Linked DNA regions of Sus scrofa: region 1 is linked to region 2. Evidence: chromatin contacts called from public Hi-C data. All regions are on one chromosome and are shown on one strand. Each heading gives the region's core, a stretch centred on a gene start, on an enhancer-like site or on the middle of the called end of the contact. The rest is flanking DNA. Distances are from core to core; before and after follow the strand shown.

What was found. Hi-C and Micro-C count contacts between places; a contact is called where the count stands out from the background.
Region 1: a Hi-C map of fetal liver shows a contact between it and region 2, with 1.7 times the contacts expected there. The contact joins the promoter of LOC595122 here to the promoter of HIST1H2BD in region 2. A contact is called at or near these places in 3 of 5 promoter capture datasets (fetal liver, fetal skeletal muscle and liver), 9 of 47 Hi-C or Micro-C datasets (blood, embryonic fibroblasts, epiblast stem cells and 4 more) and 2 of 2 datasets of contacts at active chromatin or transcription factors (alveolar macrophages and skeletal muscle).

Annotation. Positions count from the first base shown.
Region 1 is chr7:20,880,672-20,883,998 of Sscrofa11.1, reverse strand. LOC595122 (histone H1.3-like protein) reads left to right here and starts at 1,692. Exons shown (of 1, transcript NM_001031792.2): 1 at 1,692-2,357. The coding sequence starts at 1,692. The coding sequence ends at 2,357.
Region 2 is chr7:20,819,303-20,822,795 of Sscrofa11.1, reverse strand. It overlaps HIST1H2BD (histone cluster 1, H2bd), which reads right to left and starts at 1,706. Exons shown (of 2, transcript NM_001243656.1): 1 at 1,271-1,706. The coding sequence starts at 1,660. The coding sequence ends at 1,280.

The DNA.
Region 1 (3,327 bases), core at 443-2,942, 61 kb before region 2:
AGTGATAATTTCGGATCCCTCACCTGTGGAGCCACCAGGGAACTCCTAAGCTCTCCTCTTTATGTGCAGTGAGTGTATTTGGTCTATAACATGATCTCAAGTCCCAGAGACAGTGCCAGCCAATAATGACTATTTAAAAACAAGCCAAGTGATTTTTATGGAATTAGTTAAATGCGGAGAGATGACATCAGTAAATATTCTTGTCTCGGAATTGTATGAGAAAATTATCAAATCACCATTAAATATAGGCCAGAATAACTAGATTTTTGGACGTAGAGGTATTTACTAGAAAAAACATAGCACCAAAATACTTTTGTTGTTTATTTATTTTGACAAACATCAGGTTTCATTTCAGTATTTGATTCTTTGGAGGATATTTTATGCTTAATTGTCCAATATTTTCCTTATTCCATTAGTCCTGGGTGTTGCAAAGAGATAGAGTAGTAAAGTCAGTCATATTTGTTATGAAAAGTTTGCTCAAATGCTTAGGTGAATATATCCAGCTAATTAATTTAGATTATGACAGCCTGGTTCATATTTTGTTAGTAAAACCCCCAAGGAGAGTTATAAAGATTCAGAAAGTGATCTAAATTTTTTTCTTTCTGAATCTCTCTGTCCCTCCTTGCAATATTGAAAAAAGTAAGTCAAATTTGTATTTTAAATAACATTTTGAAATATAGGAAATATGTACACAATTCTATGCTAAATATTAGAAGAGAAAAATTCTATGGACAGGGCATGTATAAGTACTTTACAATTCCAACCCATGTGATCTTACAGTGTTCTTGAACTCATAGCTGGTAAAATGATGTAGAATTTCTATTCTGTTGCTTCATGATTCACTTTTAGTCTTTGTAGATGGCATGATTGATCTTTAATGCACATTCCAGGTCTGAAAAATCCATCATACTAATTTGTAAAGAGGGTTGGTGACTTGATTTGGAACTGTTTATCTAGAACACAAATGGAGTAGCCTCACACCCCATCCTTCCTAAAATGTTTCAAATACTGAAATACTGGGACCAAACTAGTTTATACACTGATCACTGAAATACTTTTTTCAAAAAAAATCTATCTTTTCTAAAATAGTTATCCATCTCGGACGTAGAATTTTCTACCCCAGTGCCAATTCCCAGGGCTTAGTGCAAACAAGTTGCAGGAGAGCTGTGTTATTGCTCCCGCGGAAAAACCGTTTTTCCTTGTATATTTGAGTAAAAATGAGCTTATTTATATAGGGTTGCAAAGAAAACAATGTGCATGACAAGGCCCTGGAAGAAAGATTTGCAAAGGAAACAGAGAGAAATAGTAATTTTAAGGAAAATCTGAAAGTTGTCTCGATTTGACTGAAGTTTCAAAGAGAGTTGGGGGAATCGGGAAAGTTTCAGGGGGCCAGTTTTGAAACCAGGTACAGCAAATAAGGCAGGAATGAAGCCTGAAGCGTGTCGGATCAATTTCCCCCAAATCCCTAATTATTTCGTGCCCAGACTTCTTATATTTTTCTTCTTTTTTAAGGGGCAAAAAACACAGCCACTCGGCAGAGCTGAGGAGCCCTTCTTAGCAGTGCGGCGCACCGAGCAGGCAACCAATCATCACTCAGCGACTCTCTATATAAACCCCCAGCCGGCGGCGCTTGGGACACGCCATTCTGATAGTTTAAGCGTACTTTTTGCTTTTCCTGGATAGTCAGAAAGATGTCGGAGACCGCTCCAGTGGCTCCTGCTGCTCCCGCGCCTGCAGAGAAAACACCTGTAAAGAAAAAGGCGAAGAAGACGGGCGCAGCTGCTGGGAAACGCAAAGCGTCTGGGCCTCCGGTGTCCGAGCTCATCACCAAGGCTGTCGCCGCCTCCAAGGAGCGCAACGGCGTGTCTCTGGCCGCGCTCAAGAAGGCGCTGGCTGCCGCCGGCTACGATGTGGAAAAGAACAACAGCCGAATCAAGCTGGGGCTTAAAAGCTTGGTGAGCAAGGGCACCCTGGTGCAGACTAAAGGCACTGGCGCTTCGGGCTCCTTCAAACTCAACAAGAAGGCGGCCACCGGGGAAGCCAAGCCCAAAGCTAAGAAAGCGGGAGCAGCTAAGCCTAAGAAGTCTGTTGGGGCAACCAAGAAGCCCAAGAAGGCTACCGGAGCAGCCACCCCAAAGAAGACCGCCAAGAAGACCCCCAAGAAAGCCAAGAAGCCGGCAGCGGCAGCTGGCACCAAGAAGGTGGCCAAGAGCCCGAAGAAGGCGAAGGCAGCCAAGCCGAAAAAGGCTGCTAAGAGCCCGGCCAAGGCCAAAGCCCCCAAGCCCAAGGCAGCCAAGCCTAAAGCCGCAAAACCCAAGGCTACAAAGGCCAAGAAAGCCGTCTCCAAGAAGAAGTAAAATTGTGGCGGGACCTCCTGCTTTGCAAACCTAAAGGCTCTTTTCAGAGCCACCCACTGCTTTCAGGTAAAAGGGCTGGACCTAATGTTTTTCGGTGAATTCTTTTTTAAACTTGCCGCTTTTATGTGATTGGCTGAGACTTAATGCGCCAGGGGGCGCGCGCGGAACTTTTGAGCGCTAAATGGCTCGGAAAAGAGCCTAAAGATACTCAGCGCCGGGATAGTGTTCTCAACCCTTTTCTTGCCATCGGCCTTGTGACTCTTGTTCTACTTTGGTTGTTTGGATGTTGGGCTGGACACCGCCCTTGCGCCATGGTCACGCAGCTCAGGTTATTGACCTCCTCGTTGGGGATGGCCTGCTGCAGGGTGCGCGGGACGATGCGGCGCCTTCTGGCTAGCCACCTTGGCCCGCCTGCCCCAGGATCTCGTCCGTCTGCTCCTCCGGTAGCACCAGCACGTACACGGCCGCTCTGACCCCGACCCGCTCGGAGCAATTGCCCTTGAGCAGACGGTGCGCTCGTCCCACCAGGAACTGGAGCCCGGCCTGCGAAGAGCGGGTCTTGGCCTTTGCTCGCGCTTTGCTGCCTAGTTTCCCAGGTCGAGACACGTTAGGAAAGAGTGCAGTTTGAGGAAGAGGTTATTCTAGTTTCTAGATGTTTCTAAAATTTCCATTCCCATTGGTTTGCAGTGGCTATTTGGGAGCCAATCAGAACACACTTCAGGAGAGAAAATACTGCGCCAATTAGAGGTTGAGATCCTAATTTGCATATTACGAAGCCTTTGAAAAGCTTAGATTTTGTTGTTGTTGTTGTTTTGGCTTATTTAATGCTGTCCTTATTTCAGGGGATTATTCATCGTATTATTCTGCCTAAATCTGTATAATTGTTGCTACCACCCTGAGGCTAAGGGATAGTGAGAAGTGTAAATCACCCTTGGCTGGTTATGATTTACCTTTTTCTTTGCCAAATCCT
Region 2 (3,493 bases), core at 457-2,956:
TATAATTTTAAAAAATACGTTTCTAAATTTTAATTGTCCATCCAAGTACCCAGATTGCCTTATTATGGAAAATCTATCCCCATGATCCATGAATCTCTCTGTTTGGGAGATGTGAGAACCCTAGAGTTTCTAAATTCATTCTTCTCTCAGCCTACAATACCACTGCCTACCATTGAGATTTTCCATCTCAATCAGCACTTCACTCCCAGTCCAGCCTCATCTACTTTGCAATTTTCTTGGCCACCTCTGATTATCGATTCCTTTCCTTCCTGCCACAGGCTCCCCCGCCCCCACTTCCTTTCAGAGGTTTTATCTTCCCCAGCAATGAAAACACTTAAGGCTATCCGACTTAGTGCAGCAAAAGCCAACTGCTGCCAGAAGGGGCTGCCTGCCCTTCCCTTTCTACTTCCTCTCTACCCTTGATGCTCGGGGACATTCGGTAAAGCGGTAAGGGTGCTGAAAAGGGGGCTTAAGCCCTGATTCCGACACATTAACCGATTGAGAGTTTGGGCTTCTCTCTTTTGACCCAGAGAATATTAAAGCTGAATGCTGCCCCGCCCCCAGGACTAAGAATTAATTAGGACTTTCTGGGAAAGAAGATAGAGTAGCTGAGAGGATTTCAAGGGATTTCAAAGACGGCTTCCCTTTCCTTTTCCCTTCCGTCGGATCCTTTAGGATAGTTTGGGCTTCTCCTTTACCTCCCCTGCCGCTGCTCAGAACCTCAAGCAGAACTGCACCAATTACAAAGCAAGCAAACCAGTAAAGCCTTTGCAATATATCTGTGAAAACTCACATTGTCTTCAGCCTTTTTTCAGATATGTCTACATGGCTTGAAAAAGAAAAAAGAAAAATAGAATAGAAAAAGTGCAGAATGAAGTTGTCAGAGCATGCTGTTTCCTGCTCTGGGTAATCTGTCATCCGCAAGTTCTGGAACAACGCCAGGATCAACTTGGAGACCTACACACGGAAAGGAAAGGTGTACCCTTGAAATGGCATTTTGAGTGCAAACTAACATTTAGTTAGGTGACATTAAATAATTCATCGGTACTTGCCCACAGTGAACCCGCAACCTATGGCACATAGTTATTGCGTAGGTTCTTCATAAGTATTTCCTAAGTAGCTGTTATTGGAGCACTAAAGCATGGCAACGAAACTTTAAATTTGGGGGAACTCAAAAAGTAGTCTTTGGAATTAAACAATTACAACTCATTTGCTGAGAGCATGCGTGGCTCTTAAAAGAGCCTTTGGGGTTAACAGTAAAGATGCTTACTTGGCAAATTTATTTGGAGCTGGTGTACTTGGTGACGGCCTTAGTGCCCTCGGACACGGCGTGCTTGGCCAGCTCCCCGGGCAGCAGCAGCCGCACGGCCGTCTGGATCTCCCGGGACGTGATGGTCGAGCGCTTGTTGTAATGCGCCAGCCGCGAGGCCTCACCCGCGATGCGCTCGAAGATGTCGTTGACAAAGGAGTTCATGATGCCCATGGCTTTGGACGAGATGCCAGTGTCCGGGTGGACCTGCTTCAGCACCTTGTACACGTACACGGAGTAGCTCTCCTTGCGGCTGCGCTTGCGCTTCTTGCCATCCTTCTTCTGCGCCTTAGTCACCGCTTTCTTGGACCCCTTCTTCGGGGCGGGAGCAGATTTGGTGGGTTCAGGCATAGCAGCGTTAAAAGTTAGAACTGCAAGGCTAACACCTGGGAAAATAGTCAGTCAGGGTGAGGCCACATTTATTTATAGATGCGGTATTCAAATGAGGTTAGTAAGGTTTCGCTCACGATTGGATTAATTTTATTGTGGCGTCACAAACACGAATGTAAATGAAACTTGCAGGTCTACGTTTCCATTGGCTGTTAACTTACTTTGCTTCGACCCAATCAGAGGGCTTGGACTAGGCTACTCACAGCTAGTATAAATAGTTTTTTCAAGTAGTTGCACTCTGTATTTCACCGCTAAGAGAAGGCTGCTTAGCCTAGAACGGGTTAGTTTTAATAACTCGGTGCATTGGGTTTGCACGCAACTAGCAGCCATCTAAGTGTCCTGCTGATGAAGTTGGTGGGCAAACGCCTTATCCTGCGCCTGGGACAGCTAATAATTTGCAGCCACCACATACATCAACTTGAAGGTGAGCTGGGTCACCTTCAAGTTCACGTTCGTTAACCTTAACATTTGTGCAATGGATACTTAGAAGATAGCGCTAGGGCAACACGAACGGAATCAGTCCTGACTCCCAAACGTGTGCAAGATGTGGGCCTTCTACCCAACCAAACTCGGGACAGACAAAATACCCGGCCCGCTACACCTCCCACAGGTTTTAAATGAATCGCTATGAAGACCCACCTCCCGTCCCCGGAGGCCCGCCCTTTAACTCGCAGCCTTTTCCTCCCAGCCACGCCCCCTTAAGAGTGTGCAACAGCTCTTTTCCGGAGATCTGTGGGTGGCTCTGAAAAGAGCCTTTGGGTTGTGTAGAGCTTGTAAGCCGTTGGCCAAAGGGACTTCCTATTTCTTCTTGGCTGCCGCCTTCTTTGGCTTGGCTGCCTTGGGCTTGGCGGTCTTTGGTTTAGCCGCCTTAGGTTTCACCGCTTTGGCCTTCGCTGGGCTCTTGGGCGCCTTCTTAGGCTTGGCGGCTCTCGCTTTTTTGGGGCTCTTTGCTTTTTTGGCTCCTGCAGCCGCGGCAGGCTTCTTCGCCTTCTTTGGAGTCTTTTTGGCGCTCTTCTTCGGGGTGGCCGTCCCCGTCGCCTTCTTGGGCTTCTTAGCCGCTCCCGCGGGCTTTTTGGGCTTAGCCGCGCCCGTTTTCTTGGCTTTGGGTTTCGCTTCCCCGGTGGCCGCCTTCTTGTTGAGCTTGAAAGAGCCGGAGGCGCCAGTGCCCTTGGTTTGCACCAGGGTGCCCTTGCTCACCAAACTCTTCAGACCCAACTTGATACGGCTGTTGTTCTTCTCCACATCGTAGCCAGCGGCCGCCAGCGCCTTTTTGAGCGCAGCCAAGGACACGCCGCTGCGCTCCTTGGAGGCGGCGACAGCCTTAGTGATGAGCTCGGACACGGGAGGTCCAGACGCCTTGCGCTTCGCAGCACCTGCAGACTTGCGGGCCTTCTTTTTCACTGGCGTCTTCTCCGCAGGGGCCGGAGCAGCCGGCGCGGCAGGCGCAGTCTCGGACATGTTGAAGGCGGGCGTGGGAGAGCAATTCGAGCCGGAAACAGAGGCACTGGCCGGGACTCGGGCCGCGCCGCTGCGCCCGCCCGTTTATATAGGGCGGAGCTGCGCCGTGATTGGTGCGCTGTCCAGCCCGCCTCGCTGGCAGCCGCAGAGTGTCCTCTCGGATCCCGAGTTGTGTTTGTTACACCTCAAAAAATGCCAAAAATATCAAAATTCTCTCGACCGAATTGCCCAATTTTTCTCAGAAAATGATCCCCGAAGCCTCAGGCTTCACGCAAGTCTCAAATTATGAGGAAAGCACAAAACCTTATGCCAAAACCCAGCAATATTTCCCACCGT